Regions from separate parts of the Mus musculus genome. Here all the other regions are linked to region 2. A link is a contact called in public ChIA-PET, Hi-C and HiChIP or PLAC-seq data. All regions are on one chromosome and are shown on one strand. Each heading gives the region's core, a stretch centred on a gene start, on an enhancer-like site or on the middle of the called end of the contact. The rest is flanking DNA. Distances are from core to core; before and after follow the strand shown.

Evidence for each region. Hi-C and Micro-C count contacts between places; a contact is called where the count stands out from the background. ChIA-PET counts read pairs in DNA pulled down with a chosen protein or histone mark. HiChIP or PLAC-seq counts read pairs in DNA pulled down with a chosen protein or histone mark.
Region 1: a BATF HiChIP or PLAC-seq map of CD8 T cells shows a contact between it and region 2, with 5 read pairs. The contact joins two enhancer-like sites. A contact is called at or near these places in 2 of 115 datasets of contacts at active chromatin or transcription factors (CD8 T cells and large pre-B cells).
Region 3: a contact with region 2 is called in a BATF HiChIP or PLAC-seq map of CD8 T cells, with 6 read pairs. The contact joins two enhancer-like sites. A contact is called at or near these places in 1 of 15 datasets of contacts at CTCF or cohesin (large pre-B cells), 13 of 484 Hi-C or Micro-C datasets (B cells, the Ba/F3 cell line, CD4 T cells and 6 more) and 3 of 115 datasets of contacts at active chromatin or transcription factors (CD8 T cells, bone marrow-derived dendritic cells and large pre-B cells).
Region 4: a Hi-C map of CD4 T cells shows a contact between it and region 2, with 3 times the contacts expected there. The contact joins two enhancer-like sites. A contact is called at or near these places in 3 of 484 Hi-C or Micro-C datasets (CD4 T cells, CD8 T cells and cerebellum) and 2 of 115 datasets of contacts at active chromatin or transcription factors (large pre-B cells and memory CD8 T cells).
Region 5: a contact with region 2 is called in an RNA polymerase II ChIA-PET map of memory CD8 T cells, with 552 read pairs. The contact joins the promoter of Pde3b here to the enhancer-like site in region 2. A contact is called at or near these places in 3 of 484 Hi-C or Micro-C datasets (CD4 T cells, CD8 T cells and embryonic stem cells) and 5 of 115 datasets of contacts at active chromatin or transcription factors (embryonic limb bud, embryonic stem cells, large pre-B cells and 2 more).
Region 6: a contact with region 2 is called in a Hi-C map of CD8 T cells, with 2.5 times the contacts expected there. The contact joins the promoter of Cyp2r1 here to the enhancer-like site in region 2. A contact is called at or near these places in 2 of 15 datasets of contacts at CTCF or cohesin (CD8 T cells and large pre-B cells), 3 of 484 Hi-C or Micro-C datasets (CD4 T cells, CD8 T cells and uterus), 2 of 115 datasets of contacts at active chromatin or transcription factors (cardiomyocytes and large pre-B cells) and 2 of 9 other capture datasets (adipose tissue and liver).

Annotation. Positions count from the first base shown.
Region 1 is chr7:114,438,370-114,441,728 of GRCm38.p6, forward strand. All of the region lies in intron 1 of Pde3b (phosphodiesterase 3B, cGMP-inhibited), which reads left to right. Among named protein-coding and RNA genes, the nearest start is that of Pde3b, 25 kb to the left of the region's middle. Within about 2 kb of position 1,567, at least 26 of the 459 cell types and tissues checked have an H3K27ac peak or open chromatin away from gene starts, as enhancers often do. A contact at or near this core is called in CD8 T cells, where this site is marked.
Region 2 is chr7:114,067,848-114,071,379 of GRCm38.p6, forward strand. All of the region lies in intron 1 of Rras2 (related RAS viral (r-ras) oncogene 2), which reads right to left. Among named protein-coding and RNA genes, the nearest start is that of Gm51454, 33 kb to the left of the region's middle. Within about 2 kb of position 1,539, at least 89 of the 459 cell types and tissues checked have an H3K27ac peak or open chromatin away from gene starts, as enhancers often do. A contact at or near this core is called in CD8 T cells, Th1 cells, group 2 innate lymphoid cells and 2 more, where this site is marked.
Region 3 is chr7:114,492,819-114,496,373 of GRCm38.p6, forward strand. Pde3b (phosphodiesterase 3B, cGMP-inhibited) reads left to right here. Exons shown (of 16, transcript NM_011055.2): 3 at 1,668-1,916. Among named protein-coding and RNA genes, the nearest start is that of Cyp2r1, 68 kb to the right of the region's middle. Within about 2 kb of position 1,428, at least 23 of the 459 cell types and tissues checked have an H3K27ac peak or open chromatin away from gene starts, as enhancers often do. A contact at or near this core is called in CD8 T cells, Th1 cells and group 2 innate lymphoid cells, where this site is marked.
Region 4 is chr7:114,525,121-114,528,677 of GRCm38.p6, forward strand. It overlaps Pde3b (phosphodiesterase 3B, cGMP-inhibited), which reads left to right. Exons shown (of 16, transcript NM_011055.2): 12 at 1,661-1,860. Among named protein-coding and RNA genes, the nearest start is that of Cyp2r1, 36 kb to the right of the region's middle. Within about 2 kb of position 1,336, at least 14 of the 459 cell types and tissues checked have an H3K27ac peak or open chromatin away from gene starts, as enhancers often do.
Region 5 is chr7:114,413,057-114,416,642 of GRCm38.p6, forward strand. Pde3b (phosphodiesterase 3B, cGMP-inhibited) reads left to right here and starts at 2,198. Exons shown (of 16, transcript NM_011055.2): 1 at 2,198-3,406. The coding sequence starts at 2,495. 4933406I18Rik (RIKEN cDNA 4933406I18 gene) reads right to left here and starts at 2,105. Exons shown (of 4, transcript NR_029437.1): 1 at 1,807-2,105.
Region 6 is chr7:114,561,152-114,564,511 of GRCm38.p6, forward strand. Cyp2r1 (cytochrome P450, family 2, subfamily r, polypeptide 1) reads right to left here and starts at 1,821. Exons shown (of 5, transcript NM_177382.4): 1 at 1,582-1,821. The coding sequence starts at 1,806.

The DNA.
Region 1 (3,359 bases), core at 317-2,816, 370 kb after region 2:
CTCTGCAAGGAACAAATAGTTACTTGAAGTTTATTGGGATTCTTCTTCCTCCCACCCCCAAATCCACATAGTCTTGGCAACACTTCTGAATTTGTAGAAGTTAGGATATTTCCAAACTTGACTCTTTCAAGCTTATGATAGGATGAAGGAATCAATTCATTCTACATTGACAGGCCCATGGATAAGGTGAGAGGCATCCTACAATCGTCAGGGAACTGTTCTTATAAAAACAAGTTGCAGCTGTGCTTCTCATGGAACCATCTTTCCCTTTAGTTAAGTGACACCAAATATTTGAGAAGCTGTTTCTTGTTTGGTGATTATTATTATTTTAAATCTAGTTTTCAGACAATTAATTACTCATGAGTTACTCTAGTTATTTGGCTCCTGTATGACTTTGCAGGCCATAGTTTAGGTCTTAATGCTGCTCTGTGATTACAATTTATACTGTGCCGATGGTTTGATCTTATTTGCTTCATATGAAAGCATCACTGAGTTTGTCTCATTTCCAGTTGACTTTATTAGAAAGTCTGGCTCTCTTTGCAGTAGCTCCTCATTTTAAAATCATAAGTGTTATTTAGGGAAGCCTATGAGAATAATGTTAGCAACGATGATGCTTTTGAATTGAAAGAGGTTTGTTTTAAAATATTAGAATTTTAGTTTGTTTTCTTGAGCTTGTGATAATGCTATGTCAGGGTAACTTCCCTGACAAGGGTAGCATTACATATTTAAAAATAAGCTTGCATGTTAAAAAATTCTAACTAAATTTATAAATCTCCACTAATTGTGATACTGTTAATTTAAAGGCCTAGGTATTACCTGTGGTCACCTTAAGATGGAATTCTAGTTCTTTCCTTCCTTGCAATTCTTGCAGTAAAGATCATGGTTCTTTTATTCTTCTGTAGGTCTAGTAGGTTATAATGTGTGGATCCGAATGTTTATCGAGGTTATTAGTTAGGATTAGAAAGATTTAGTTAATAGTTATAATTATTTGTTTTGAATGACAAGTTTAGTTTCAGAGGTTCGGTACTTTGGGATTAGAAACATTTGCTCTAGAAATTATTTTAAAGCCAGAAGATATAAAAAGTTGGTTGATTTTCTTTTAGTATGACAGTGAAACAGGGACAATGAGATGCTATTATCAACTATCAAAGAAGTAGGTATGAGAAAAGATTTGGATTTAAAGTGACTTATGAGCTGGTGCCTGTAATTCTTTGCTTTAAAAAGTATGTCATGCTTTGAACAGTTCTGTAGAAAAGGCTCGGCAGTTTCTTTATATTTAAGAAAATTCTTTCTCAAAACATTTTCTGGAAAAAAATTAAATTCCAATTGAAGTTTTTCTTCTTGATGTTCTCATTTCTAAGATCCAGGCAGTAAGCTTGGGCAGCTATTTGCAGCAATGTCTCTGGACATAAAATACATTTTACTCTTGGGCATGTCTATATGTCATTGCTTTACTTTTTTGTATTTTATCTTGCTTTAGTTAGTTTTTGATAACCCGACAGAGAGGGCAGAAGGTCAGTTGTAAGACAAATGAGATGAAACTGAAACTAAAAGTGCTTAAATGTACACAGTCAGTTTTCAGTTGTACTTGTGGTAGCACCCATGGGAGAAGTTGGACTTGTACTGGTTTTGCTTCTTTAGTGTTCCCCAGTTAATATCAGTTTCATCATTTTGATAACAGACCCAAATCTGATTTCTGGGACCATCCAGTTCACTGCTTACACTAAAGTGATGATTAGAATTTTTTTTTCAAGACAGGGTTTCTCTGTATAGCCCTGGCTGTCCTGGAACTCACTCTGTAGACCAGGCTGGCCTCGAACTCAGAAACCCTCCTGCCTCTGCCTCCCAAGTGCTGGGATTAAAGGTTTGAGCCACCATTACCTGGCTGATTAGTACTTTTAATATTAGTTTTATAAAACACACAGAGCTTAGTTTTCTTCATATGTGAGATTTAATCACCCCATAAATTTTATTTTGTGTATTTCAGTTGCAAAATAAGAAGAGTTATTCATCTTGTAGCCCTATTATGGGTATGAATGAACAGCTTTAACTATATTTCTTTTGCACTTTTATAGTTGCATAAAGTGGGCAATAAATACCTATTTTTTGTTATTTTATAGTAAAGTTTAAAAATATGAAAAATTTAAATGTAAAATTGATGCTGGATTTTATAATTTAAAATTTTAATGTAGCATGCAAACATTTTTAAAAGTCAAGCAGCACTGAAAGATATAAGATGAAAACTAACAGTCCTCTGTCTAGTTCTTCTTTATTATCTGGTCCTGCTCCCCAGAAGCAGTCATTCCAGTTCCTCTTTCTATTTCCTATGTTGTCCTTTTTTTTCTTTCTTTCTTTTTTTTTCCTTTTTTTTTTACTTTTTTAGATATACCTAATTTGAAGTAATAAGGTTTTCTGTCAGTTTCTTGGCCTATGTAATTCTCTTACAGTAAATGGGACTAAACTCTTCCTAGCTCGCCTTTCACTCTTCCTGTTGAAGTTCATTGAACACTTTGTGTCTTCTTAAACTCATTAAACTCTGTCTTGTGGTTCATCTAAATAAGTCTCATTGGTAAACATTTCTATATGACTGAATAATTTGATGGGGGAGATCTTGATCTTTGATAGTGTTTGTATTTTTGCAATGAGATCTAGGCATTTCTTTTGTTGATCCTGTATCTGATAATGGACAGAGAAGTTTGGGGCAGAATATAGGATGCGCCTTGGACATTGGGCCTAAAGGTTGGAAATAGCTCAGGTGGAATGAAGTCGGTTGGATATAGGGGTCTAGGAAGTCATGCAGGATATGCATCCAGGTCTAATCTTGGAGTTTGGGGGTGATCTGGGTGTTGAGGGTGCATAGATGGGAGGATCAGGCAGATCTGCTATGCTAGGCATTGGTGAAGAATATGAAGGATATGGGTGGATTGAGAGGTTGGTTGCAGCATGGGAAGGAGGGTACTGGTGGAAGGCCAGAGGTTGTGGGTAGTCCAGGCAGGGTTGAATAGTCTAGGTCAGGACATTTGATGTTGGGCTAAAGTTACATGGGGGCTTAGGGGCTTGCCAGAGAGAGTCGGCAGTCTTACCTTGCTAGACTCTGGGAAGATTATGCCATTTTCTAGATTTTTTTTTGTTCATACTATAATTATATAAAATTTTAAAATCCATTTTTTTGCATTTATATTTTTGATTATGAAAACACTGTTGGCCCTAAGGGCTAGCAGAATGAATGGAAATATGCCACTTCGGGGTGGAGAGACCCTCTAGAGTGTACCAGAGACCTGGGAGGTGAGAGACTCTCAGGACTCAAAGGGGTGGGACCTTAGATGAAAGGCCCAACAGTAGGGAGAGGAAACTTGTAG
Region 2 (3,532 bases), core at 289-2,788:
AAACAAAACAAAACAAACAAAAAAAAAACCTTAAATCATCCATTCCTTCCCCCACCCAGCCAGAATGTAAGCAGGGTAAAGACAGGAACACTGCCAGAGAGGAAGGAGAAGGCCTTCCCCAGCAAATCACAGGCCAGGCAAGACCTGCAGGCAGTGCGGCTGCGCATCTGCCTTGCTTATTACTCAGTAGATTTTCTCATTTATCCTCACAAGGACCCTCCAACAGATTCCCCCCTTTTACAAACATTTTTACATCAGAGAACTGCACTACTTCTTCAAGGCCACTCAATAAACAAGCAGGAAGACTACGGTTTAAATTCAGACCCAATGCTAATAAGGTCATCAGAGCCTAAGAATTATTATTTAATAAAAATTCACTGAATACCAAATTTTCTATTGGCCTATAAAATAAGGAAGAATATTTCCAAAAATATGAGAAAAGGCAAGATTTATAAACCCACACCCCTGTCATCTTCTTGAGGTCCTGCCCAGTTCTCTTGGGAGGGGATTCTGAAACAGTCTAGATGCAAAGTCCTTAAGAGCCTACCCTGAACACTGAAATTCAGCATGGCCCTACAGACACTTTTACCCACAGAACAAGTTTTACATTTCCCTATGACAAAATAGAGCAGAACCTGAGATTTGGTAGCTGCTTGGTTTCTTGATTAGAGGATTTATAAAGGCTGGCTGCAGGCAGCAAGGCGAGACGATGCATGATTATGCAGTCAGGGGATTGAAAGTCAAGTCCAGAAGCCACGCTGGACAGATGCCTGAGCCCTTAGGCGAACTGAATAACTCTGCAAGGGCGGAAGAGGTGGCTGAGCAGGTAAGAGCACTTGCTACTCTTGCAGAGGACCAGCGTTCAGTTTGCAGCACCCACGTGGTGGTGGCTCACAACCATCTGTAACTCTTGTTCCAAGGGATCAAAAGTCTGTCCTCCTGAAGCACCAGGGACAAATGCAGCGCCCATACACACGGATAGCAAAGCGTTCAGGCCCGGAAAATACATAAATAAATCTTGCTTTTAAAAAGGATAAGGTAGGCATAACCCAAAGTCTACTTTAAATGTGGCAAGAAGGAAGATAACCTCCTAGATAAGAGGTGCAAGGACCCATTCCCTCTTCCAAGGAACAGAAGTCCACACCGTTGCCCCTGGGAATCAGGCTGCCAGTCTCGAGTGACCACCATGTCCTCTATTCTCCCCACCCAGTGTGGGACACGCTGGCTGAGTTTCCCCACCTCTGTCCCGTGTGTGTGTGTGTGTGTGTGTGTGTGTGTGTGTGTGTGTGTGTAGGCAGCGGAGAGAAGCAGAAAGAGACTGAGGGTAAATTAGCTCTGTTTGTCCTCCATGTAGGAAACCACACAGCTCGTGTGCGTCTGAACCTCAGCTTCCTTGCCTATGAGACAGAAAAAAAACAAACAAAAAACCTCACTGCCTTGGGGGGAGGGGGGGGCACGTGTACAGAGCACAACACATGACACACAGTAGGCCTATTAAATTACAGTGCATATACCCCACACTCTCACGGGAAAATGATCACATGTTCCCATGCCAGCCTCTTCCCCTGGGGCTGACGGGGCAGCTCTGTGGTAAAGCGCTTGCCTAGAGTGCACAAGGTGCAAGGTTCCAGCCATGCCCACAAAGAAGGCTCTTAACCTTCAAAAAAAAAAAATCTTACTTTCTCACCTAGGATCCTGTAAACAACCTAATGAAACTCACTGAGTCATAAAAATAAAATCTACAGGCAAATAAAGAGGGACTAGGTAGGAAGAGAAATAGAGTCAGTAGAAGGAGAGTAATGGGGCATATCTGATTATATGTGTGTGTGTGTGTGTGTGTGTGTGTGTATGTATGTATGTATGTATGTGTATATATATATGTGTATATATATAATTAGCATGTAATTAACACCTACCTGTTTACCCGTTTTCAGAGCCATGAGGTAGACTGAGTAAAACTCAGTGTCTCTCTTGTTACCTCACTTCCCCTTTTCACAAATGTGCACGTGGGACATGTATAAATAAATAACCCCGCTGGGCTTTACATGTAAACTTCTCCCTAGGCCCTTCTACAAGTTGCTCCTTGCTCCTGAACAGAATCCAAGAGAGCACACATTGTCTTCACTCTGTAACTAGTATCTTCTTCAAGTGGTTTTCAGGAACTTTCTAATTTCAACATTCAATGCACCTCTTCCGGTGTCTCGATCATATTTGCCGGCACTCACCTGGCAACCCCCCACCCAGCCCCGCCTCAGTAAAACACGGGTGGCCAAGGCAGCACTGTCCTTTATTATGCATCTCTCCTGCTCCACACCAACATTATCTCTGGCTCCTGGGTAGGAACTGAAGGAGAGCATAGAGTCAAAGACCACACCAATCAACTTTGATGTTCTTTCTCATGAATGCCTGTGGGTTTCCTGGGAGAGTCCCTAGAATGGGGTGTGTGACATAAAATTCTCAGGCTCTAGAGAAACCTACTTACAACTCTCAACCCTGAATCAAAGAGGCTTTCATGGGTCCCTCCTGGTGCAAGTCGTCATCTGTCAGTTAGCCATCAGTGCGTGGCGTCCCTGTATAGGTGGCTTTGTGTGGGCTCCACCCAGCAGTCAGGACATCCAGGCAGCTCACCTTGCAGCTTCTTCCGTTCCCTCCACTCCACCCTCTTGCACTATGGATCTGCAGATTCCCAGCCTGATCAGCGTGTGCACCCACAAGGCCAAGCTCTCAGAGGACTGCTAGAGGTCCCACCATTTGGCCTACATAAAGAGAACTTCAAAGGCAACCCAAGGGTCAGAGCCAAGATGACTCAGTGGTAAAACTCCATAGCTTCCAGCGGGTCTGATTTTGATCCTCAGTCACTCTGGTGACTCACAACTACCCCTAGGGGTATAACTCCAACAACCCCAAGGGCAGCAGTTCTCAACCTTGGGGTGGGGGGGTTCCTCCAAACCACCTTCTCACAGGGTCACCTAAGACTATAGGAAAACACTGGTATTTACATTACGATTCATTAAAAGTAACAAAATTATAGTTATGAGGTAACAACAAAAATAATTTTAGGGTTGGGGGTCAGCCACAGCATTAGGAAGGTTGAGAACCAGTACTCTAGGGGATCCGACACCCTCTTCTTGGCCTCAAGAGAGAACTGGGAGACACACACACACAAACGCACATGCACATGTGCACGCATGCACACACACAAATGCACACACACACGGAAGAAGTCTCTCGTGTACTCCCTAGAAATGGAAAGAAGGCACCTAGAACACATCGCAGCTCTCTGCAAGCTTTCTTATTAGAACCCTGAACTTTGAACACTTCCTTGGAGATGAGTGTGACCTAAGCGTGCGATGTCCTTGGAATGAGGAGAATGGGGCACCACAAGCTTTATTCTCCATCTTTGGGACTTCAATAAAATTAAACAGATTTTTGTTCCAGTTTAAAAAAATCCCACCATGAACTCCCCGGGCCAGGCAGCTCTAGACCTGACACTCCATAGCACAGCTCACACACCTTACTTCCCCATAGTAAG
Region 3 (3,555 bases), core at 178-2,677, 420 kb after region 2:
AGATGTTTACATGTTTATATCATGCTGTGTAATACTGTATATTGGACATATTTCCCTTCCCATAATCCTCCCCTTTCCCTTCCAGTAGTTCCCTTTATTCCCATGATAGTTGTAGTTCCACTTTCTTTTTAAATTAATTAATTGATTAATTAGTTTATATCCCAATAGCAGCCTCCTCTCAGACTTCACTCAGATCCTCCCCACATTCCTCCCTCCTCATCTCCTCACATGCTACACCTCCCCTGCACCCCTTTGTGGCACATCGTCATTGTAGTATTAGGCACATCCTCTCCCACTGAAGCTAGATAAGGTAGTCCAATTAGGGGAACAGGATGCACAGGCAGGCAGACAACAAATTCAGGGACAGCCCCTGCTACAGTTGTTGGGGGACCAGCATGAAGACCAAGCTGCGCATCTGTTACATATCTGCAGGGGCCCTAGGTCCAGCCCATGCTCACTTTTCCCATGGGTAAGAACCAATTCCTGACACTATTAATGTTACTCTGCTGTGCTTGCAGACAAGAGCCTATCATAACTGTTCTCAGAGGCTTCACCCAGCAGCCAATAAAAAGAGATGCAGAGGCCCACAGCAAAACATTAGATGGAGCTTACGGAGTCTTATGGAAGAGCTGAGGGAAGGATTGAGGGACCTGAATAGGACAGGGACTCCACAGGGAGACCAACAGTCACCTAACCTGGACCTTTGGGGGCTCCTAGAGACTAAATTTTATTTTTAAACAGTATGTGCAGTAGCCACAATTACCCCTAAAATGAAAATGTCCTCTGGACTTTTATGCTACCACAGTAGTCAGATAAAATCAGGGAGTAGGCCACACCTGACTTGAAATGGAATATTTCCTTGAGTAGCTACTGTAATGGATTTTGTTATCATTCATATCCACAAAGATCCCCAGTTTCCAGTTAAAAGAGAATCTAAATTACTGGCAAAGTCTAAAGATAAATAAGTAGTAAGGGCAGAATGGGCTTGTTGACAAGCTTGTGTGTGATATTAGGCATCTCTGCCCTTATCAAAGTGTAGCATTCATTTCTAGAAGGACACAGCTCATAAATGTACAACCTGATGCCTTTTCTCATACTGAAGAATTGACATTCCCAATCTCTCTTAGGCCATCTCTGATCATTCTTACAGAATAATTTCAGAGATGCTTAATACTTAGTTTTATTGAAATTACATGAGCTCACATCTTTATTTAGTTCTGATATGTAGGAGGATAGTATTTCAACCAGTTCTCTGTGGAAAACAGTGTTACTCTCACATTATTTTCAGTAAGAGAGACAAGTTAGCATCAGACCAACTCTTGGCCTAAAACTAGAAAAGCTGAATTAAATACTATAGCATCCATTCAAGGCGACACAGCACAACCAAGTGTTCAGAGCATGACAGGGCAAAGACTCATAGCTAAGGCGGAAGATAGACATGACGCAAAGGAAGTAGCCCAAGTGCTTTCTTCTCCAACCCCTTTGGACTGAACTGCAGAAGCAAGGTAACCACAGAACATTATCCTCTGGAAAGACAATAAGGTGCACACGTTGTACGGCATCTTAGTCTAAGGCCTGCCACCTGCAGAAGACTTTTTTAGTGTTAAACTCTCTGTGTAACAAATACATATTTTTTCCTCTTTTTTTTTGTTTTGTTTGTTTTTTAGAATTCTGGAGGTGGAAATGGAGTTGATCTTTCAGTGCTAAATGAAGCTCGCAATATGGTGTCAGACCTGCTGATTGACCCAAGCCTTCCCCCACAAGTCATTTCTTCTCTGCGGAGTATCAGTAGCTTGATGGGTGCTTTCTCAGGTTCCTGTAGGCCAAAGATTAATTCTTTTACACCATTTCCTGGATTTTATCCCTGCTCTGAAGTAGAAGATCCAGTTGAGAAAGGAGATCGAAAACTTCACAAGGTTAAAACACAGTAATCATCCAGCCTTATTTATCTCATTTAATGATTTGTCTTCATTAAAGCATTCCTCTCTATATGTTATATAATACACTCTTTCTTTTCCAAAGATCAGCTTCTTTTGTATCATGCTGCTGGAGCTTTATAGACAGTTATGAATGAAAGTAATTCTGTACTCACTTTTCAGTCATTTCTTCCCAGGGCTGAGGAAATATCATGCTTCTAGCAATTTTTATTTTAAGTATCAATGTTATATTTAGCAGTTGCAGTTTATATGCTAAGAACTATATGATATCATTATAGTAAGAAGTAGATAGCAGCAAGGAACTTAAGTCTAGGTTTATATAAAAGAGATCATATCATTAATCTCTTTTCATTTATAGAGTCCTGTAATTACATTGGTTGAACCAAGAGCAAATGGCCATTATAATAATATTACTTAATGATTTGTATTACTATTACTTAATGATTTTTACAGATTCAAAACCCTGATTGTCTTTACTTCCTGGCATTTTTATAGCTCAGGGAACATAGGTTTTTCCATAATTAGATATGGAATTAATTTTGTCTTGGTACTTAAAAATAAGATTTACTTTAGAAATTAATACATATAGAATATATTAACTTGGTACACATTATGCTTGTTTATTGTGCTGTTATCTATTGTTGAATTGTGACACCTCGCCAATATCTAAAATTATACAGCTTTAAAGCTAAAAATATTTTAAGGATTACTGTAGTTCAGTTGTTTAGAACTAACCAAGGAAATATAAAATTCAAATAACTTATTTTTTAAAATTGTGCTAGTTTATACAGAACCTAGAAAAGGAAAATATGGAATTTTTGAGTTAATTTGATTTTGTCAGGTCTCAATATTTGGGTTTATAAATGTTGAAAAATAAAGCAAGGACAGTTACAGACTTTAAAACTATTGATCATCTGGGTCATAGATAGTTAATCGATGCTTCTACTTTCATAAAATCTAGCAAGTAGTGCCCATATTCACTAGAGTTCATTTCACACTGGTATTGATTTATGTGACTTTTTAGTACACCACATAATTACAAGCACCAATTCTCAAGCTAGTCATGAGTTTTCTTTTTCCTTTTCCTTTCCCACTGACATTTATTAGTCTAAGGTAGTGATTTTTGAAGAGAGTAATTCTTGAAAATTGTGATCATTAGCGGGTGTAGCGGCGTCCTCCTGTAACTGCAGCACTGGGGAGGTGGGGACTGAGCACTGGGTTACATGCTAAGACTTTGCCCCAAAACTTTAAACAAGAAAACAATAATATTCTAGTCAGAAAAGACCCATTGAGAGCTTTACCTTAGTGTGTAGAAAAGTTTTCTTGTATATTTAAAAAAACATTTTAAACGCAATATTAATTAAGCAGAATGTCTAAATAACTCATTTCCTAGGCTTTGTAGATAATTACATTATTTAGAGTGCTGGAATCTGCTGATGTAATTCATTTAAAAACAAGGAAGTAACAATTTTGCCTTTTCTTTGTGTTCTTTAAACTGCTTATTAGAATTTCATATCTAATTTGTCTCTGATTTTGGAAAAGCTTATAAACAAAGATTTATCAGAAAAAAGTCTCAGAATTTGTGAAAAAAAATAGTAAAAGAAAAGGGGATAGAGAC
Region 4 (3,557 bases), core at 86-2,585, 460 kb after region 2:
GTTGTTGCTTTTGTTTATTTTAACACAATATCTCATGTACTCCAGATGGTCCTTGAACTTAAAATGCTGACATGTATAGGTCTGCATCCCAGTCTCAACTACGTTTTTTAGTTTAATAGGGATATATTTTGCTATTTTTATTTTTAAAATTTAGTTTATAATTTAAGGGGGAATCCATGGTAGCTATAACACAGGAAAATGTTCAAGGTATTGACCTGATATTAATAATTAAAGTCTTGCTAGTAGCAGTTTGCCTACATAATTACATAATTACTGTTGTAAGGAGTGTTAAGCGTACAGTTTTTGAAAACTCAATATATATTGAAAACATAAACAGTATGGAAATAATGAACATTTTAAAATTAAATTATCATTCATGCATTAAAGTCATGTTAAAATTCTTGTGATATATTGACTCAAATTATGATTAAGAAATCATTTGGCCTTTGACAAGGCCTATTTCTAACTGATGAACACAACTGAGGACATCTTTTATCTCTTATCTTGTATTTTATGTGCTGCTTACTATAATACCTTTTACATTCTGGAATTTCTTCCAATCCCTTTAGCAGCAATGATAGCTTGACCATTTAGTCTTAGCTAATATAAAGACACAGAAGCAGGTAATGAGGTGTTAGGGACCAGAGTCACAGACAGGGGAAAACACACTGTTTCTATCAGGAGGAAACAGAGAAGTAGTATGAAGTAGTTCTGTTTCAGGCCTTTGTGTGTTCGTGCTTTTTGTTCTGTTCCATTGTAAAGAGCCTCATAGGAGGAAGAAGAAGAGAAAGAGAAATTGTAGTCAATGCAAGAAATGAAACATTTCTTCGGATGAGTTTTGAAAAGTAGCATCTCTATGAAAGAGCTTTGTTTGGTGATACCTCAAATTCCCTCATGTTCATATTGTTTTTAAATCAGATTTTAATCCCCTAGTTTTATTCATTTAGATCCTTTTCTATATCTACTATACATACTTAAATTTTTTCATTCAGTATATTTTGATCATATTCTTTCCCCTCCCCTACTTTCTCCCAGACCCTCCTCACCTTAATACCTACCCAACTACTTGTTCCTTCTGTCTGTCTGGCTCTCAAAAAACAAGAAAAAATAACAACAAAAATAAAATCACATCAAACTTTGAAAAAAGAAAATTAGAGAAAAGGTAACAAGATACCACACACAAACACATCCCCCAAAATACAGAGTCTGTGTTTTAGTTAACTACCCTTGGGTATAGGGCCTGTCCTGGAGTGTGACTTATGGTATACCTAATTTTATACTCCACTGGAGAAAGCTGACTTTCCCTTTCCCAGGAAGTTTCAGTTACAGTAGCTTCCTGGTTACGGGCAGGGCTTTGTCTACTTCCTCTTCTTGGTGCTAGAATTTTGTATGACTACTATGTTTAGCCCTTAAGAACAAATGTTTAGAAAATTATAAACTTAGGGTTTTCAGGTATTTATTAGTCCTAGCAAGAAAGCATCAATCTGGTGTCAGAATTCTCTAATGTCCTGCAAGATAAACAATGGGAAAGTATTTAAATCCTTTGAGTCTATTTAATTTCAATAAATTAATACTGATACTACTTATGAGAAATTCTATCCTTAGCATAATTGACAGGAAGTTAAATGCTAATGTTTGTTTACTATTTATTGCCACACAGATTCAGATGGTAGACTTGGTTCTGGACAGATTGCTTACATTTCTTCGAAGAGTTGCTGTATTCCAGATATGAGTTATGGCTGCCTATCTTCAAACATCCCTGCATTAGAATTGATGGCTTTGTATGTGGCAGCTGCCATGCACGATTACGATCACCCAGGAAGAACAAATGCGTTTCTAGTGGCTACAAATGCACCTCAGGTAGGAAAGAATTTTTCAGAAGCTTAAGAATAGTTCCAAAAAATTTTTATAACCGATTGCATATCACTCTATAATCTGTCTTTCTTGTGAGTCATGTTTTCAGTAAACTCTTCATTATAATTAATTGGTGAAAGCACATGATGATGAATGCTAAGAGGATTTTGAAAAATTAGTTTCTTCAGCTATAAAAAAGAATAGTTTATAACTCCATGTTTCATGAATTCTATATCTTGATTGAAATATTTTTGTCTTCTAACAAATTGATAAAGCTCTGGTTAGATCATTGTTCTTTCTGATTGGGTCCATAGTGTGGCTAAAAGTTGTAATAACTAAGGAGAGCCTTAATGGTTTGTTCTTTCCATTTTTCTCCTATGATTTATCTTAATATCTTTACCTTCTGTTCCTTAGCTATGAACATATTAGTGCACTAACAATTTCTTTCTTGGGGGTGATGAGATGCCTTACCAGGTGAAAGTACCTCCCTCCAAGCATGACAACCTGAGTTTAATCTCTGGGGCTGGCTTGATAGAAAGAGAAAACCAGTTACGTCAAGCTGTCCTCAGACCTCCACACATGTGCCATGGCATGCAGATGTATCCTCATCTCACATAAACAAATAAGTAAATACAAATGTAGTAAGAAGATAGACAACAATTTATTTTGGTATAGTATTTTATATGGAGGGAATATAGCTGATCAAGTACCAAACTCTTTTAGGGTCAGATCACAGTCTAAATAAAGTAGTATGAATTCCCAACATGAATACTGTAACTGCCATAACTTTAAACATGAGAACTTGGAACTAAACATGGTTTTTAGAAGAATTTAATGTGGTTTGAGGTATTTGTGTTGTAGATTGCTGCAATGTTGTATATATGTTTCTAACCAACATATAACCAGTAATCAACATCATAAAGAGTAACCAATGTTATTATTTGTGATGAATTCATCTGTCTTCACTTTTAGTATTCTGTCTTAAATTTAGTTCCATTTATCATTTGTAGCCATTTTCTGTTCCTCTTTTTATCTGTCTTGTTCAATCATGTCAACTGTTAAAAATACAGAAGATAAAGTGTGTGTTAGAGAGACAAAGACACACGTACACACACACACACGGGGGGGGGGAAGAGAGAGAGAGAGAGAGGGAGAGAGAGAGAGAGAGAGAGAGAGAGAGAGAGAGAGAGAGAGAGAGAGAGAGAGAGAGAGAGAGACACTACCTGCCCAAGGTTACATATTTGTAGTATCATTCTACAAATTTAGAGGATATTCTAACCTCCACATCACTTTGATTGACTTACTGGCAAATCACAATTCTTTGAAAAAAGCACTAGATCTGATGCCAGGAGGTTTGTATTTAATTTCTGGTTGCCCACTTGTTCCTGAGGTGTGTGAATGAAGATAGAAGCTTATCCCTCTAGGGCTGGGATAGGGCTAACCTCTTAACAGTGTCTGTGTCTAAGCATGAGGAACTAAGTTAAGATCCCCAGAACTCATGTTAAGAAGCCAGACAAAGGCCATGTTCTTGAACCCCAGAACTGGGCAAGGGAGGGCTAGTGGGGCATACCTGAAAGTTCAATGACTAACTGGTCTGTCCAGACAGTGAGCTTCAGAGCATTCACTGAGGGACTGTCAACAAAAAGACAGACAAAGTGATCAAGAAGAGACACTAACAACTTGAGGCTTTCACATGCATTTGC
Region 5 (3,586 bases), core at 948-3,447, 350 kb after region 2:
AAACATAGCTAGCTCATTCTTTTTGTTAAGTAAACTTCTGATTGTCTTGTCACAATCCTTACATTTTATTTCAGAATCCTCAGGCCCTGGGTTGGTGTACAGAGGGATGTGTTCTGTCTATGGGCTTTTGAGAAAGTCAGACTTTTAGACCTACAAAAATCTTGACAACAGCTAAAAGATGTTTAAAGAACTGCTAAGCAAAGCAGATTTATAAAAGTGGCTTTGAATTCTATTTTCCAGGCAATAATCCTTTGTACAGTCCTCTTCATTTATGAACAATGAAATTTTGGTTACTTTGTGGGGGTGCACAAATAATTCAAAAGTTGCTTGTATCAATTTGAAAAATGAATCCTAAAGATACCTCTATGGTTTTGGCATACAGACACTGTAGCTTTTTAAAACCACTAATAGTCTAGCCCACTAATCTTTTCATTAACATGTCTATTTTATCTCAGATGACAAGCTCAGATTTAAAAATAACAATACAATAACTTTAACTTGTTTTATAAGTTTTTATTTTAAAACAATGACCTAAAATGGTATTTTAGTAATGGTGATGCTTGTTTTGTCATGCCCTTCTATATGAACTCAAAATATGTAGGTCAAGTTTCCTATTTAGTCTTCAATTGATTCTGTGTGTGTGTTTGGGGGGTGTGTGGTCTGTGATGATTTTATGTACAGGATTTAAAAGATACTTGTTGAGTTTAGCTAAAATGAGTTTCCTCTTTTCATGTCTAGTGGAAAAAAAGATTCAGTGAATTTTTATCATTTAGGACATTTGGGTAACCATTTGAACACTCCATTAAATATTTTTTCTTTATCTAACACATAAAAAAGCCAAGGAAATTCTGGTCTTTTCCCACATTTGTCAAATTCTTGTGTTAATTCTTCAGTGATTTCTATTATGTGTGTGAATTATGACTATATATGAAAATGGTCTGCTTTAGGTCATGGCTATGGGCTTAGATTAATTGGTGAAAAATAGGTCTGTTTGTGGGATTTACCACACAGTAAGGTTTCTCATCTCCCTGGAAAAATGTGGAATTAGCTTTTTAAGAAAAGCAGGCCTGTCATGAGGTTGAAGGGAGTTTCAGTGGAGGGAAACAGTTTACACTTTCTAAGGCAGTTATGACTGGTTGGATTCCAGGGCAATCCCTTTCATTCAGCAAAGTTCTTTTCTCCAACCTTTACGTCTGTCTTTGCTAATATCACTTCTACTTTTGTCTTTCCTAGTGTACCAGTTTCACAGGTCTTTCACAGAAAACATAATTGGCTTCTTTCAAGGCCAACCCCATTCAAGTTGATAGTGGTATTAGGACTGTGGGACTCCCTTCCCTCCTTTCCCCAAAGAACACACCCCACAAAACACACCGTTGCACAGAACAAGTCTCTCACTTGGAAAGAACCTTTGGGACAGCAGGTCTATGTGAAACAGTGCATGTCTGGCAAGGATGCTAATCACAGGACTGGATATTAGTTCTTAGCCTCACTGAAAAGGGTTCTTCAGCAAGACGTGCTCGCTATCAGAGTGCACTCTCCAGGGGTCCTCCTCCCTTGAGCCCCTGAAGGGATTCAAGGCCTGCTGCTGGGCCCCAAATCTCCCTTGCCCTGGAAGCCAGATGTGACTGACAGTGTTGAGTTTCTTCATTCTGGTCTGGCCTCAGTGTTGGCTGAGCCTCCAGCTTCATGTCTCCATTCACAGTCTGAGGGCACACCATGAGCTCTCACCTCACTAGGCACTGCCCTTGGGGTCCATGTCTCCCCAAGACCTCGCAGTGACCTGAGTGGGTCTTGTATGTGACTTACCTCAAAGGGGACTGTGCTTCGGGGCGTCTCAGGACTGTGATCAGTCCCTCCCATCTGCCAAAGAGCTCGCCGCTCTGTGGCAGTCCGGGGGGTAGGGGTTCCGACTTCAGCAGTGGAGCTCTCGGTGGCCCGCGCGCGCTCCCCGAGGGGTCCAAGTCTGGCAGCCTGACGCGACGGCTGTCTCACTGGAGCGACCAGCCGGGCCGTGGGCGCGCGCTCCCCCGCGGGGTCCCGGATGCGCATCCTGACGCGGGCCGCGGCCGCCCCAGTGGCGACCGGCCGAGCTACGGGAGCGCGCGGGGCCGCCGGCGGGGCGCGCGCCCGGCAGGGGCAGCCGCGGGGGAGGAGCGCCCGATCGCGCGCCCAACGGACCAGGCTGCGGCCGTGAGGTAACTGTTGCAGCGCGCGGGAGCTGGGAGGCGACGCCGCCGTCTCCCGTCCCGAGCCGCGCTTGAGGGAAAAGGGAAGAGGCGTCCGCGGCGGTCCCGGGACACCAAGAAGCCCTTCTCGCCGCTCTCAGTGGCCGGCATGAGGCGGACGCCGCCGCCCCTCAGCCCGCGCGCCGGGGATCCCGGCCGGTGGCGGCGGCGGGCGCAGCCGTGACCGCTCTGCGAAGCTCGGGGCGCCCAGAACGCGGAGGGCGGCGCGGGGTCGGCAAGCGCCAGCGGCCCCCCGGCGGCCCGGGGCCATGAGGAAAGACGAGCGCGAGCGGGACGCGCCAGCCATGAGGTCCCCGCCGCCGCCGCCAGCCTCGGCCGCCTCGCCCCCCGAGAGCCTGCGCAACGGCTACGTGAAGAGCTGCGTGAGCCCGCTGCGGCAGGACCCTCCGCGCAGCTTCTTCTTCCACCTCTGCCGCTTCTGCAACGTGGAGCCGCCGGCGGCCTCGCTCCGCGCCGGGGCACGCCTCTCGCTCGGCGTCCTGGCCGCCTTTGTCCTGGCCGCGCTGCTGGGCGCGAGGCCCGAGCGCTGGGCGGCCGCGGCAGCCGGGCTCCGGACGCTGCTGAGCGCCTGCTCGCTCAGCCTCAGCCCGCTCTTCAGCATCGCCTGTGCCTTCTTCTTCCTCACCTGTTTCCTGACGCGCGCGCAGCGCGGCCCGGGCCGCGGCGCCGGCTCCTGGTGGCTGCTGGCGCTGCCCGCCTGCTGCTACCTGGGCGACTTCGCGGCGTGGCAGTGGTGGTCGTGGCTGCGTGGGGAGCCGGCGGCGGCGGGCCGGCTCTGCCTGGTGCTGAGCTGCGTGGGGCTGCTGACGCTCGCGCCCCGCGTGAGGCTGCGGCACGGCGTCCTGGTGCTGCTCTTCGCCGGCCTGGTGTGGTGGGTGTCCTTCTCCGGCCTCGGGGCTCTGCCGCCCGCGCTCAGGCCTCTGCTGTCGTGCCTGGTCGGGGGCGCGGGATGCCTGCTAGCCCTGGGCTTGGACCACTTCTTTCACGTCCGGGGAGCCTCCCCTCCGCCGCGCTCGGCGAGTACCGCGGAGGAAAAAGTGCCTGTGATCAGACCCCGGAGGAGGTCCAGCTGCGTGTCGCTGGGAGAAAGCGCAGCCGGTTACTATGGCAGTGGCAAGATGTTCAGGAGACCGTCGTTGCCTTGTATTTCCCGAGAACAGGTAGGGTTCTTGGGCGGGCATGGTCTGGGAAGAGGAGCGCGGGGTGGAGGAGAAAGCGGAGCGCGGGTGGACCGCTTGCGTGTCCCCGGCGCAGGAGCGCAGCTGCGAAAGCGCGTGGGCTCGCTCAGAGGAAAGCAAGGGGCAGCAACCTGTGGTCTGCGCTGGAAAGGCTGCCCCAGT
Region 6 (3,360 bases), core at 571-3,070, 490 kb after region 2:
CCCAGAGTCTAGACTTCCAACTAAGGAGTGTACCTGGAGGGATCCATGGCTTCAGATACATTTGTAGCAGACGATGGCCTTGCCTGACAGCAATAGGAAGGGAGGCCCTTGGTCCCAGGGAAGTTTGATGCCCCAGAGTTGGGGGATGCTGGAGCAGTGGGGCAGGAAAGTGTGGATGGGTGGGAGAGCACTCTCATACAGGCAAAAAGGAGTGGGGAGGACAGATGTGGAGGGGGTGGTGGTGGCAGTGAAGTAACCAGGAATGGGATAACATGGGATGAGGTGTTGGTGGAGGGGGTAACTGGAAAGTGGGATATCATTTGAGATGTAAACTAATGGAATGATAATAATAAAAAAAAAGGAAAAAAAGAAAAAAGTCAAAAAAAGAAAAAAAAAAAACTTCTATGAACTGCTTCCTATAACCTTTCTGAAATAACAGTCTCCTTCTACTCTACAAAAAATGGTTCGTATTTTAACAATTTATACTAATTTTGAAACTGTCAAAAATTGGGAAATATCTCTAAGATAATGGAAATCTTCAGGGTTGTTTTATAGCTAGAATAAAGATCAAATGCAGCAGTAGTTTATAAAGAGTTAATGTTTGGTGGTTATTAAGCCTTGCAATACAATGTTTACTCTGAAATACATATATCCTTTTCAGTTTTGCTCCTTGCAACTTTGAAGCTATCAACACAGGTCAGGCTTATCTGATGTGCAGTAAGTGGTCATCACTGTAAACAATGCAGTTTCCTCAGTGTACCAGAAACAAAATTATTTACGCCAAATTCTAATCAATTGAATCCAATCAACCTATTCCTTAATGACAGTCTTCCAAACACTTAATTTTAATTTTATCTTAACGAACAGACTTACATTACTTGTCCTATATGAATATTCATAGTAAATAATTCCTTTCAGTTCAAATATTTATGTAAAAATTTTTAATTTCCTATTCAATGAGAAACCATTTCAAATCAACTGGTTTAAAGATAATTTTAGATTTGGAGGCATAATACATTTCTATTATATTGGCTGTGTGTTTCAGTGGTAAACACTTAACTTGCCAAACCCTACAGTCAATCCCTAACACTACTAAATGAAGATATTTTTCACACATAGTAACCAAAATCATATATAGTAGGCAATACAGTTGGGTAGCTTCTTACTGCTTTTGGGTATCATTCTAATTACTCTGATGAGGAAAATTGAGGATTCAGAAAATTAAAGGGCAATTTTAATTTTTAGCGTTAAATCTTTTAAACCATGGTTTAATCAGCAGCCTACAATACTGACCACTAACTGTCCTAGAAACTCACTGCATCTTGATTTTTCCCTCAAGCTCAGGGCCCACGGGGCCGTTAAGTTTCTGTCAGTGGCAGCTTACGGGCTGGCATCTCCAGAGAGTACAGGCCACACAGCGCAAGCGCAGAAGCACATGCTGATCTGTGGGCGGGAAACTCAAGCCGAAGCGCCTCTGGCGTGGTATTGGTGAGGCGGCTTCCTGTAGGAGGCGCGGCCCTCGAAGCCGGCTTCGCTTGAGTGGTTCCTTCTGACGAGAGGAAGGTCCGCGTTGAGGCCTACCTCGCCATACACCCGGCTCTGCTTCCTCATGTAGACGTGGGGAAGATCGGCCGACAAGGCCAGGGAGCAGATGTTGCCGACAAATGGCAGCCGCGGAGGACCCGGGGGGAAGCCCGCCGGTCGCCTCTGCCTCAGCAGCTGGCGGACCACCAGCACGAAGAGCAGCAGCAGGAGAGCGCCCGCGAGCGCCCCAGCGCACGCCCGGGCTCCCGGTAGCTCCAACATCGGCCCCGGGCTGGGCTACGAACCAGTCCGGAGCGAGGAGGCAGGGGCGCACCCACCAGCCCTGCCGCACTCCCATTGGCCCGGCGCCTCGACGGCCCGCCTTATCTCTACGGCCATTGGTTCATTCAGTGTGGGCTCAGGGTCCTTTGGGTTAGCCAGCTCCAGATCTGCTTTGCTCAGAGTCCGTTTGTAAACCTTTGGGTTTGGCTTGGCTCTTGGTGAGGACCGCATAACGGGCACGGAGCCCTAGGGCCCTTTTCCGGAATGTTGTCAGTAGGTTGGTCATGTGAACTTCGCTCTCTGGGCTCGGTGCATCTTAGTTCTCTGGACGTCTGTCCTTAAAGAGTGTCTAACGTTGCCTGGTCTGTTTATTTTCAGTCTACGGATAGGGAAGAGATTAGAACTGCATTCTTTAACCGAGTCTGGTAATAACCAGCACTTCCATTAGCGAGTCCACATATCAAGAGGAAAAGGAAATAACCTTATTGTATTTTGCTTCACTCTGTCTGCAATTTCACTGTTTGTTATGAGCCATTTCTCGGTGGACCCTTTGAGGATTCTGATTAGTTCTAGTCACCTATCTTTTCACCCTTCTTTGTTCTCCCAAGCCCCCATTGGTTTCTTATTTATAATCTCAGAGGCCTCTCTTTTCAGGGATAGCACTGACTATTCAGGTTCTCTGTCTCCTACTGAGGCAGAGGCACTGATTTTATGTCGTTAGTTCAGCCCACATTCCTGTTTTCTATTGGGCAATTACTTGCAACACAGGACCGGCAGGACTTGAGACTCCCAACAACCTGCCCTCTGATTATGATTCAGCACTGGCAAAAGTTCACCAGTTCTCATTACCTTAAGTTTTATTCATGCTACTATTTATTGAATGCCTGCACAGTGCATGTGTCTTATACATCGAAGATACTTGGCTGGAAAAGAATAACAAAGTTCCTACAGTGTTTTTCAGGATCTCCATCCATAGACAACCCACCTACTGTTAAAATGCTTGATATTTTATCTTGAAATATTCCTTAACTTTATTATTAATCGCCTAGTAGGTTAGAAAAATAATGGTGAGATGTTATTACTAAACTAAACCTTCAGTTTCACAGGATGGATATTGAGGTTGCCCTTGGGAAACAGTAACGGTGAAGCAGCAGGAGCGTTCATTGCCTGCTACATACTTGATATCAGCCCCGCCTTCTTCTCTCACATCATTTTAAGGCTTGAAGTATCTAGTTTGGCTGCAGCTGCTGTACAATACAGGTACTCCATTCAGGAGGGAGTCCCTTCCATTGTTTATTTTAAAAACAGATTAATTTCAATTCCAGGAATACTCTCCAATTTGTGTTGATTAAGGAATTATTTCTTCTTTCCCTGCTACCTTAGTAGGGAGTACAGACTCTCCCAGTACAGCCTATCTGATTGACAGCACTAATGTACATCTCCCCCACTGACCTTTAAAGAGTAAGAGCTAATGAATAACTGAAGCTCTGAGCCTCCTCTTGAGCCATTTATTTTGCTAGTGCTCAGCAACGTTCACTGCACCCTTCCTTTCAT